Regions from separate parts of the Sus scrofa genome. Here region 1 is linked to region 2. The links are chromatin contacts, called in public promoter capture Hi-C maps. All regions are on one chromosome and are shown on one strand. The core of a region is the stretch at or near the end of the contact, and the rest is flanking DNA. Distances in the headings are between cores, read along the strand shown. Region 1 holds the start of KCNC4 (potassium voltage-gated channel subfamily C member 4). Region 2 holds the start of LAMTOR5 (ragulator complex protein LAMTOR5).

What was found. Promoter capture Hi-C pulls out the DNA fragments that hold promoters and counts their contacts.
Region 1: a promoter capture Hi-C map of liver shows a contact between it and region 2, with 7 times the contacts expected there. A contact is called at or near these places in 3 of 5 promoter capture datasets (fetal liver, fetal skeletal muscle and liver), 5 of 47 Hi-C or Micro-C datasets (embryonic fibroblasts, epiblast stem cells, fetal skeletal muscle and 2 more) and 2 of 2 datasets of targeted methods (alveolar macrophages and skeletal muscle).

What each region holds. Positions count from the first base shown.
Region 1 is chr4:109,906,217-109,910,711 of Sscrofa11.1, reverse strand. KCNC4 (potassium voltage-gated channel subfamily C member 4) reads left to right here and starts at 2,194. Exons shown (of 4, transcript XM_021090049.1): 1 at 2,194-3,064. The coding sequence starts at 2,387.
Region 2 is chr4:109,720,867-109,724,905 of Sscrofa11.1, reverse strand. It overlaps LAMTOR5 (ragulator complex protein LAMTOR5), which reads right to left and starts at 2,242. Exons shown (of 4, transcript XM_013997277.2): 1 at 1,906-2,242; 2 at 971-1,032. The coding sequence starts at 2,111.

The sequences.
Region 1 (4,495 bases), core at 945-3,444, 190 kb before region 2:
ATAGCCAGGTATTGACTGATCTGGAAATCAGATGATGTTCTGATGTCCGGGAAAGCTGTGTCAAGCACCTTGCATTTCTGCTTTATAATCCTTCTCACGGGATCTGGACAGATGTGGAGGCTGCCTAAAACTTTAAAGAAAAAAAAATGGATTAATTTAAAGATGTAGACGAGGTCTGGACTTAAAAACAAATGAATCTGGACATTGCTCTTGGGATGAGGCCAGTCAAGGCTGGCTGCTGCCTAATGATTGGGGTATGGCAGCTTCTCAATCACTTAGCAAACAGGTTCTCAGAGGCGGGCACTGTGGGAGCTATCAAGATGAAAAAGCGGTGCAGTCGGGAGGAGCTCAGGGTCAGAGAGGGGAGATGAGACAGAAGAAGGGCAGAGTCAACTTGCAACGAGTGACACAAAGTAGAGCCTGGAGAGGGCCACAAGATGGGACTCGGTCACTACCTACGTGCCCCAGGACCACGATGGGCCACGCCTTTAACCTAATGATCTTTCAGGGCCTCCTGACCCACACCCATGACAGCACTAGGACAACGGTTTCCTTCTGCCCGTGCCAGGCGCTCCTTCTCTGGCCAAGGCCGTTGGGTCCCTTATTCCACTGCGAGGGCTTCAGTGACTGCGACAGGGCCCGAAAGCACCCAGACCGTGGGGATCCGGGGCCAGGCTGGAGGCGGAGTGGTTAGGAGGCCCTAACAGTGTTTGGGGCCGCCTCCTCCTAGCAACGCCATCTCTCCACTCTTTCTTCCCCGGTCAGCGACAAGGAAACCGCAACAAAGTGATCAGCTTGGTGGGAAGGGGGCAAGGCGAGCGGCCAGAAAGGGCAGGCGGAGGTTAGAGGTCAGGGGTCGTGAGCGCTCCGGTGTCATCAGGACTGCAGTGGGAGGAGCTGCGGGCGTGGGGGAGGCGGGGAGCAGGGCCGAAGGGGGCGGGAGGGGATGGCGGCGGAGGCGCGCGACAGCGGCGCGCGGGCCGCGGGTGGGTAACGCGCCTGGCCTGGCTCGGCTCCGCAGAGAAAGGCAGAGCTCCTCGGCCGCCGGGGCCCTGCATCGAGCGGTTCGGCCCCGCGCCGCGCCCCGCCCACCCCGCCCCGCGAAGGGCGCGCCCGGGCGAGGCGGAGCCGGGAGGAAAAGGCGCCAGCGGAGAGTGGCGTTCGCTGCGAAGGCCGGAGGGAAACTGAGAGCCCCCGAGCCGCAGCCCGCTGGCGTGGAGGCAACTCCCTCCTCTAGGCACCTCTCGCCCGCCCCCGGCTGCAGGCCAAGGCCAGCGCCCCGCCCGGAGATGGGCAGACGCGTGGATGGCGTGGCTCCCAGCGCCGCCGCCAGATCGCAGGAGCCAGGCGCCGGGGCGCTGCGCTGAGGCTCCCGCTCGGCGCAGCCCAGGAAGCCTGCAGGTGTCCTTGGCCTCTCGGCCGCCGCGCGGGAGACTCCTTCGCCAGTGTCCAGAGCCCTGCTCCCGGGAGCTACCCCGCCCCCGAGGGTTGGCGCCGAGCAGGACGCCCCGTCTGAGGCCCCCCCGCCCCGGCGCGGCCCCCGCAGCGCAGCGCCCAGCCCAGCGCAGCTCCCCGCCGCTGCCGAGCCGCGGACGCAGGACCCGAGGCTCGCTCTGGCGGGCGCGCTTGTTTTCCTTCTGCCGCCTCGCCCTGCGCATCACCCGCCCGCCCGAACGCCGCTCTCCGCTCCGCCCCGCCTGCCATCTGTGCCCTGCGCTGGATTTATGAATGGGGGGAAGAGGCCACATGCCGCCGCCGCCGCCGCCGCCTCGTGTTGACCGCGCGCAGCCCGGGCCCGCGGAGCTCCGGCTGCCGTGAGAGCGTCGGCCCGGCCCCGGCAGCCGCTCGGAGGACTTGTTGCTGCTGCGCTGCCGCCGCCACCGCCGCCGTGGGGAAGCCGGCCTCTCCCGGGGCTCGGCGCGGACTGGGAGCCGGAGGGTGGCCCGTGTGAGTGTGAGCGCGCGCGCGCCCTGGACCCTCCCAGTGCGCCCGGACTGTGCGCTTCCCCATCTACTGGGGGAGGGGGAAGGGGGCGTGTCCCGGGGCCCGAGCGTTCGAGTGTCCAGTCCTAACCCCGGAGCGTGTGTGTGCTTGCCCCTGCCTCCCCGGACGCCTCGTTTGGGTCCTCGGCTCTCCTTTCCCCCCTTCTGCCTCCCTCCCCAGCTCTGCCTGCCCCAACCCCAACCACCTGTGCACCCGAGAAATCTAACTCCTCCCGCTCGGCGCCCCGGGGGGGAGGCAGGGGCAGGGCCAAGCCGCAGAGGGGGCCGCCGCCACCTCCTGCCTCCTCCTCGTCTCCTCCCCCTCCCCCGTCTGACGCTGCCTCCTCGGGAAGGGTGTTTGGAGGGCAGCGGCCGCCCCAAGCCGAAGCCCCGCAGCGCTTCTTATGATCAGCTCGGTGTGTGTCTCCTCCTACCGCGGGCGCAAGTCGGGGAACAAGCCTCCGTCCAAAACATGTCTGAAGGAGGAGATGGCCAAGGGCGAGGCGTCGGAGAAGATCATCATCAACGTGGGCGGCACGCGACATGAGACCTACCGCAGCACCCTGCGCACCCTACCGGGCACCCGCCTCGCCTGGCTGGCCGATCCCGACGGCGGGGGCCGGCCTGAGTCCGATGGCGGCGGCGCAGGCAGCAGCGGCAGCAGCGGCGGCGGGGGCTGCGAGTTCTTCTTCGACCGGCACCCGGGCGTCTTCGCTTACGTGCTCAACTACTACCGCACCGGCAAGCTGCACTGCCCCGCCGACGTGTGCGGGCCTCTCTTCGAGGAGGAGCTCACCTTCTGGGGCATCGACGAGACCGACGTGGAGCCCTGCTGCTGGATGACCTACCGGCAGCACCGCGACGCCGAAGAGGCGCTGGACATCTTCGAGAGCCCGGACGGAGGCGGCGGGGCCGCGGGGCCCGGCGACGAGGCCGGCGACGAGGAGCGGGAGCTGGCCCTGCAGCGCCTGGGGCCCCACGAGGGAGGCGCGGGCCCCGGCGCCGGGTCCGGGGGCTGCCGCGGCTGGCAGCCCCGCATGTGGGCGCTCTTCGAGGATCCCTACTCCTCCCGGGCGGCCAGGGTAAGTGGCAGGAGCCTGCGTCTCCTCTCAGACCGAGACTGACTGACTTTCCCACCACCTCCCTCCCAATTCCCCCTGCCTTCCGTGGGACCCCAGGGGAATCGTCCATCCCCACCCCCTGCAGCTTCATCGGGAGCCAGCACACACTTGACTTACTACTTGGACCGAATCCCAGCTCTTGCTCTAAGGCATCCCCTCCCAGCATCCCAGCAAGAGCGGTGCCCTTAGCCGAGCTCATCCGCTCCCCCCCCCTTCTTTCTGCACCTGCGCCTTCTCTACACCTACCCCCTGTTCCTCTCAAGGCCCGGAGAGCTGGAACTAGGCCTTGTGCTGTGGTCAGGCAGGGTTTAGGGGGAAAAGCTGTAGAGTGTAAGTGCCTGCTCTAGCTGGCCATTGGCTTTGCTGCTTCCTTGTGTCCCACCTCATCGAAATCCCCCACCACCACCACCACCCGCAGCAGCTCCGTGTGCTGGGAAAGATGAGTTCTAGAAAAAGGGACTTCAGTGCTTCAGCCGTAACAGACAGAACGAGAATCAGAACCCAGGCCTCTCATCCAGGCTGGGGAGACCCTTCATTCTCCCAGGGAGATAAATAAAAATGCCTGCCCCCATTCCATGCCCCCGAGGCTTCCTGGATCCCCAGGTCATCCTGGCCTCAGCAGGGATGAGGGGAGAGTCAGACAGGAAGAGCCTAATGTGCTGGGCCCTTCCGGCTCCCATAGCCAGTGGCCAGCCCCAGGCTGCCTGGTGATGAGCCCAGATTTGTTGCCGCTTCTTTCTTCCTGCTGCAGCACAAATTGGCTTCCCAGAAAGCCCTGGTTCAGGTTACTGCTTGAAATAGGTGTATGGGGTATGGGGGAGGGGGAGGAAAGAAGTGATTTAGGTCGACTTCGGCAAGATCTAGTCCCGTTCCACCACCCCCTCCCCAGGTCACTCCAGCTTCCCCTAACCCCTTAGCTGGAAGAGGGTCGTGGGGGAGAAAGGCTTGGGCATCTGGAAAAAAGACCCTGATGCACAGCTTTAGCTTCTTCAAAAAAGAGGCCCTGGGGTTGCAGGGGGGGTGCCTGATCCCATGACCGGCAGCCTGAAGCCTGGCTGGGGTCTGTGTGGGAGACAGATGTGCTGGGTCCGGGGACCGCCTCCTGCTGTGGACGCTGGTAGGTAGTTAGCGGTGACATCCCAAGTCGTCATGTTAATGAGTCTCAGAGCCCTGCCGGCCTCCCTGGCACCTCCTGTGCGGGGCCTCAGCCCAGTCATGGAAGGAAAAGTTCCACTCCCCCCGCCTGGCCCCCAGGGGAGGATAGGGGATTGGGAAATGGGGCTGTTGGGGGGGGGCAGGCTGGCATCTGTGCTCTACCAGGACACATGCATCTCTCGAGTGGAAGAGGAGGGAGGAGGAGAGGGCTCCGCTGGGTACCCTTCCCAAGGGCAG
Region 2 (4,039 bases), core at 993-3,492:
TTCAATTACCCTCCCTGCAAAAATTCAGAGCTTTAAAAAAATCTTGCAGAACAGAAGAGTAGTGAGCAGGGTGTCCTGGGTTTACTAGTTCTGACATTAATTAGCTGAAGCCTCCCATTGTTTACCTTTCTGGATTTCTTTCCTCATCTGCAATTTGTTACTATCTGTTGAGCATCATGTCTGGGTTCTGTGCTGAGTGTTTTACATATTTTATATGATCCTATATTATTGTGATGTAGAGGCTTTGGGGCCAGACTCAAATCCTAGCTCAATCACTTACTAGTTGTATGACCCTGGTCCAGTTACTCAACCTCTGTGCCTCAATTTCTTTATCTACCTCATAGGATTGTTACAAGGATTAAATGACTTGATATGTGGAAAGTGCTTATAATGGTGCCTGGCACATAGAGCTCAGTAAGTGCAATTCCATAATAATAATTATTATCAAACAACAACCCACTACAGAAACTGAAATTCGGAAAGGTTCTTTTTGGTCCAGGTTCACACTAGTAGTACAGGGGAGGGCTGGGGGTTGAACCTAGGTGTGTCTGAGCTTGCACCCCTCATTTTTACTGCCTACTTACTGTTCAGTGAAGTTGAACTAAAAAATAACACCATCCATCTGGCAGGGTTACTGGGGAAATTTAGCAGTCCCAAAATACATTCAATAAATGGTAACTGCTGTCATTATCTGAAGTCCTTTCTAGACTCTGTTTAGAATGATTCAAATACTATTCTAGAAGAAACAACTATGTAGTGCTAGAACTGCAAGGGACATCTCCACCTTTATAAGTATCAACTGAAAACATTCAGTTTTCTAATTTTGCTATTGGGAGATGATCTCTATTTACAGAAAAGTCCCCCAAAAGTGGCAGGGTGGCAGGAAATGCAAACTAGAGAAAGCACCCTAGGCTCCCAGTCAACATCAAGTGCTGTGCAATCCCTGGAAGGGCTGTTGTCAGATACTTACATCCCAGATTGAGTCCTTGTGAATCTGTGCACAGGACTCCAACAATGGATGGATTCTTCATTCTAATTCCAGGGACACAGGAAGAAAGAAGCAAATGATGTAGGAAAAATGGATTTAAATATAACACACACAGGCTTTCTATGTACCCAGCACTGCTGTTAAGTGCTTTAAATCAGTGTTAGTCTTTTTTCTTTATCCCTCATCCCTACTCCAAGAAAAATTACATTAAATCATAATAAGCTAACTTTAATGATGGTTAAACTAATTTCTCTCTGATGAGAGAAAAGACTGCCAGGTACTGCTAAGCTTTGGAGGGCTACAAACGTTGCAATAGCTAGGATTTTGTTGCCCTCGTTAAAAATATGTATTTTAGCCTACTCTCTCACTTGAAAGAACTGCTGAAAAGCTAACTAAAACTGGTTGCCCCATGGAGAGGAAGTGGGAAGCTGAGCGGCCCTGATGCAAGGGAGGTGTCTCCCTGTACGCCGTCTTAAACTTTTCTAATTTTGGATTTTACGTAGACACTATCTGTTCGAAAAATTTAAAGGATGTCTTTCATCTTCTTGAGCACCAAATAACTGGTTACACCAGAAGGAGGTACGCGTGTGTGTTTACGTTTACACTGAAGATACAGGTGGTAGGTACCTCCTTCCCCCAAATGAACTCGGTTCCTAAAACTCCTAAAGAACGGCCCCGCCCAAACAATTTCTACACGACAGGCGGGATTTGGGCTCGGACCCGGGACACTTGTTCCGGAGGGAGTGTGCGGAGCACCGGCGGGATTTAATTCCGGGTTACCCTCCACTCCCATCGGCGGCCCGGGGAGAGAACGTCCCCAAGAAGCCCAGCGGGCAGTCACAGCTCGCGCCTTCTGTTGCGCTCAAGGACAGGCCCGCCGCGAACCCAGGACAGGCCGACGTGGCCACATTACTTACGTGTCCTCCAAGTGCTGCTCCAAGGTTGCTTCCATCCCGCCGCCGTCCGCCGGGCGCACCACCCACGGTGGGTCTTCTCCTAGGAAACTGGTCTCCGGCTCCGCTTGGTCAGTCACATGATGCGAGCAGGACGCGGACCTGGACGGCGCCTCCAAAGGGACAAACTTCGTGGCGCAGTCTCGGCGTTTTCTCCGGGATGATGTCATTACGCGCCCTCTGCCGCCGCGAGCTGGGCGGGGTTCTGCTGCCTGGGGTGCGACCCGCGAGGGGACCGCGCGGGATGTACCCCCGGGAGGGAGGTCTGTAGTCTTCCCTTGGAGCCAGCTTCCTGGCCTGTCCCTTTGTCTCCGCCGTACAGACCTTTGGATTTCGATTCCACCGACTCCGAGAAGTCGGGCCAGGTCTGGTTGAAGTTTTACAATAATCCGGCCGGCCCCGCGGGGTCCCATCCAGGTGGTAGGGCAGGGACAGACAAGAGAGACACAGGATTCCGATGAAGGGTTCCCCAGGCTTGGAGGGACAAAGAGAGGAAGGACAAGGGACTAGAGGATGAGGCGGAACAAAATTAAAACCCCAAGCTGGGTAGGGGGGCAAGTGTTGCGATTTTTCGAAGACGTTGGTTCTTCCTCTTTGGAGAGGATTCGGGAACGTTTGAGAAAGAAGGTGTCATTGTAATAAAGACTGGGTAGGACCACTTAAAAAGTAACCTTTAAAAAAAGTTAATTACAAAAGCAGTTATAGGGAGTTCTGGTCGTGGCTCAGTGGCTAACGAATCCGACTAGGAACCATGAGGTTGTATGTTCGATCCCTGGCTTGCTTAGTGGGTTAAAGATCCGGCGTTGCGGTGAGCTGTGGTGTAGGTCGCAGACCCGGCTCGATCCCACGTTGCTGTGGTGGCTCTGGCGTAGGCGGGCTACTACAGCTCCGATTCGACCCCTAGCCTGGGAACCTCCATATGCCGCAGGAGCGGCCCTAGAAAAGACATAAAGACAAAAATTAAAAAAAAAAGCAGTTGTAAAAATAAGGAAAGAAAGCCCACCCATTGTCTTTGTCCGGAGATGACTGATAAGGCCTTGGAGAATATTCTTTCCGCCGGTTGGTTGTCTTTGCAAATGTATACTTTGTGTTATTGTTTTTTCTTTTTTAAAGCTAAGTTGACACACATATTGTACAAACAATTCTGTAGCTTATCTTTTTCACAAAATTTAGCAAAAATGTCTTTCTGACATAAAGTTCATTTACGGCATTTGTAATACTTAGAAAATATTACATATTATAGCTTAACCAACCCCTTATTAATGTACAGTTAGGTTGCTTATAGTTTTGTTGTTGTCGTTGTTATGTTTGGGTTTTGGCTGTGACAAATGCTGGATGAATATTCTTATGGCCAAATATTTGTGCAGTTTAAATTTTTTCTTATAGTAAGTTACAAGAATGGAATTATTGGGTCAAGGTTTTAAAGTCTTTTAATATACACTTACAAGTTACCCCCCAGAAAGGTGGTTCCAGTTTACACTCAGATTGGTAGCATTTTGATGAGAATGGGAGTGTGCCCAGAGGCTCACCCATCCCCCCATAAGCCTCTACCCGCTCCCTGTAATCCTCCTGGCAGCACACCTCGACCTCCCTTTTCTCCAGCCCTCTCTCCTCCAGCTTTTATTCACTTTCCAGCTTTACTCAGCTTTCACTTCTGTTCTGGGGCACAGCTTCCCGGTTCCTCTTGCCTTGAATTCAAGAGTCCCTCTTTATTCCCTAGCTGTGATGGTGAGAAACTTTCAGCTTCCTTAAAATTCCAGCCTTGAATGTCGTAATTCAGGAGTTTTAGACTCCTGGCCTAGAGAAATGATTTATATTAACTTAGGGGTTACTATAATATGCGACATTTAAATTTTAGAAAAAGCAGTTTAAAACCACTCTTAAAAGATAGCATTAAAAAACGTCGGGAGCCCGCCCACTTGTCCTGCAGTACCGAGGCAGCTGGGTACTGCAGTACCGCCCCCTTGTGGTCCATGTGGTGTAAAGCTCTGCTGGTCTAGGGCTTCTCAGCTCTGGCTTTTTTTAACCTTCGAGGCAGCGCTGTCCAATAGAAACGTAATTTTGTTTGTTTATTTATTTATTATTATTTTAATAGTTA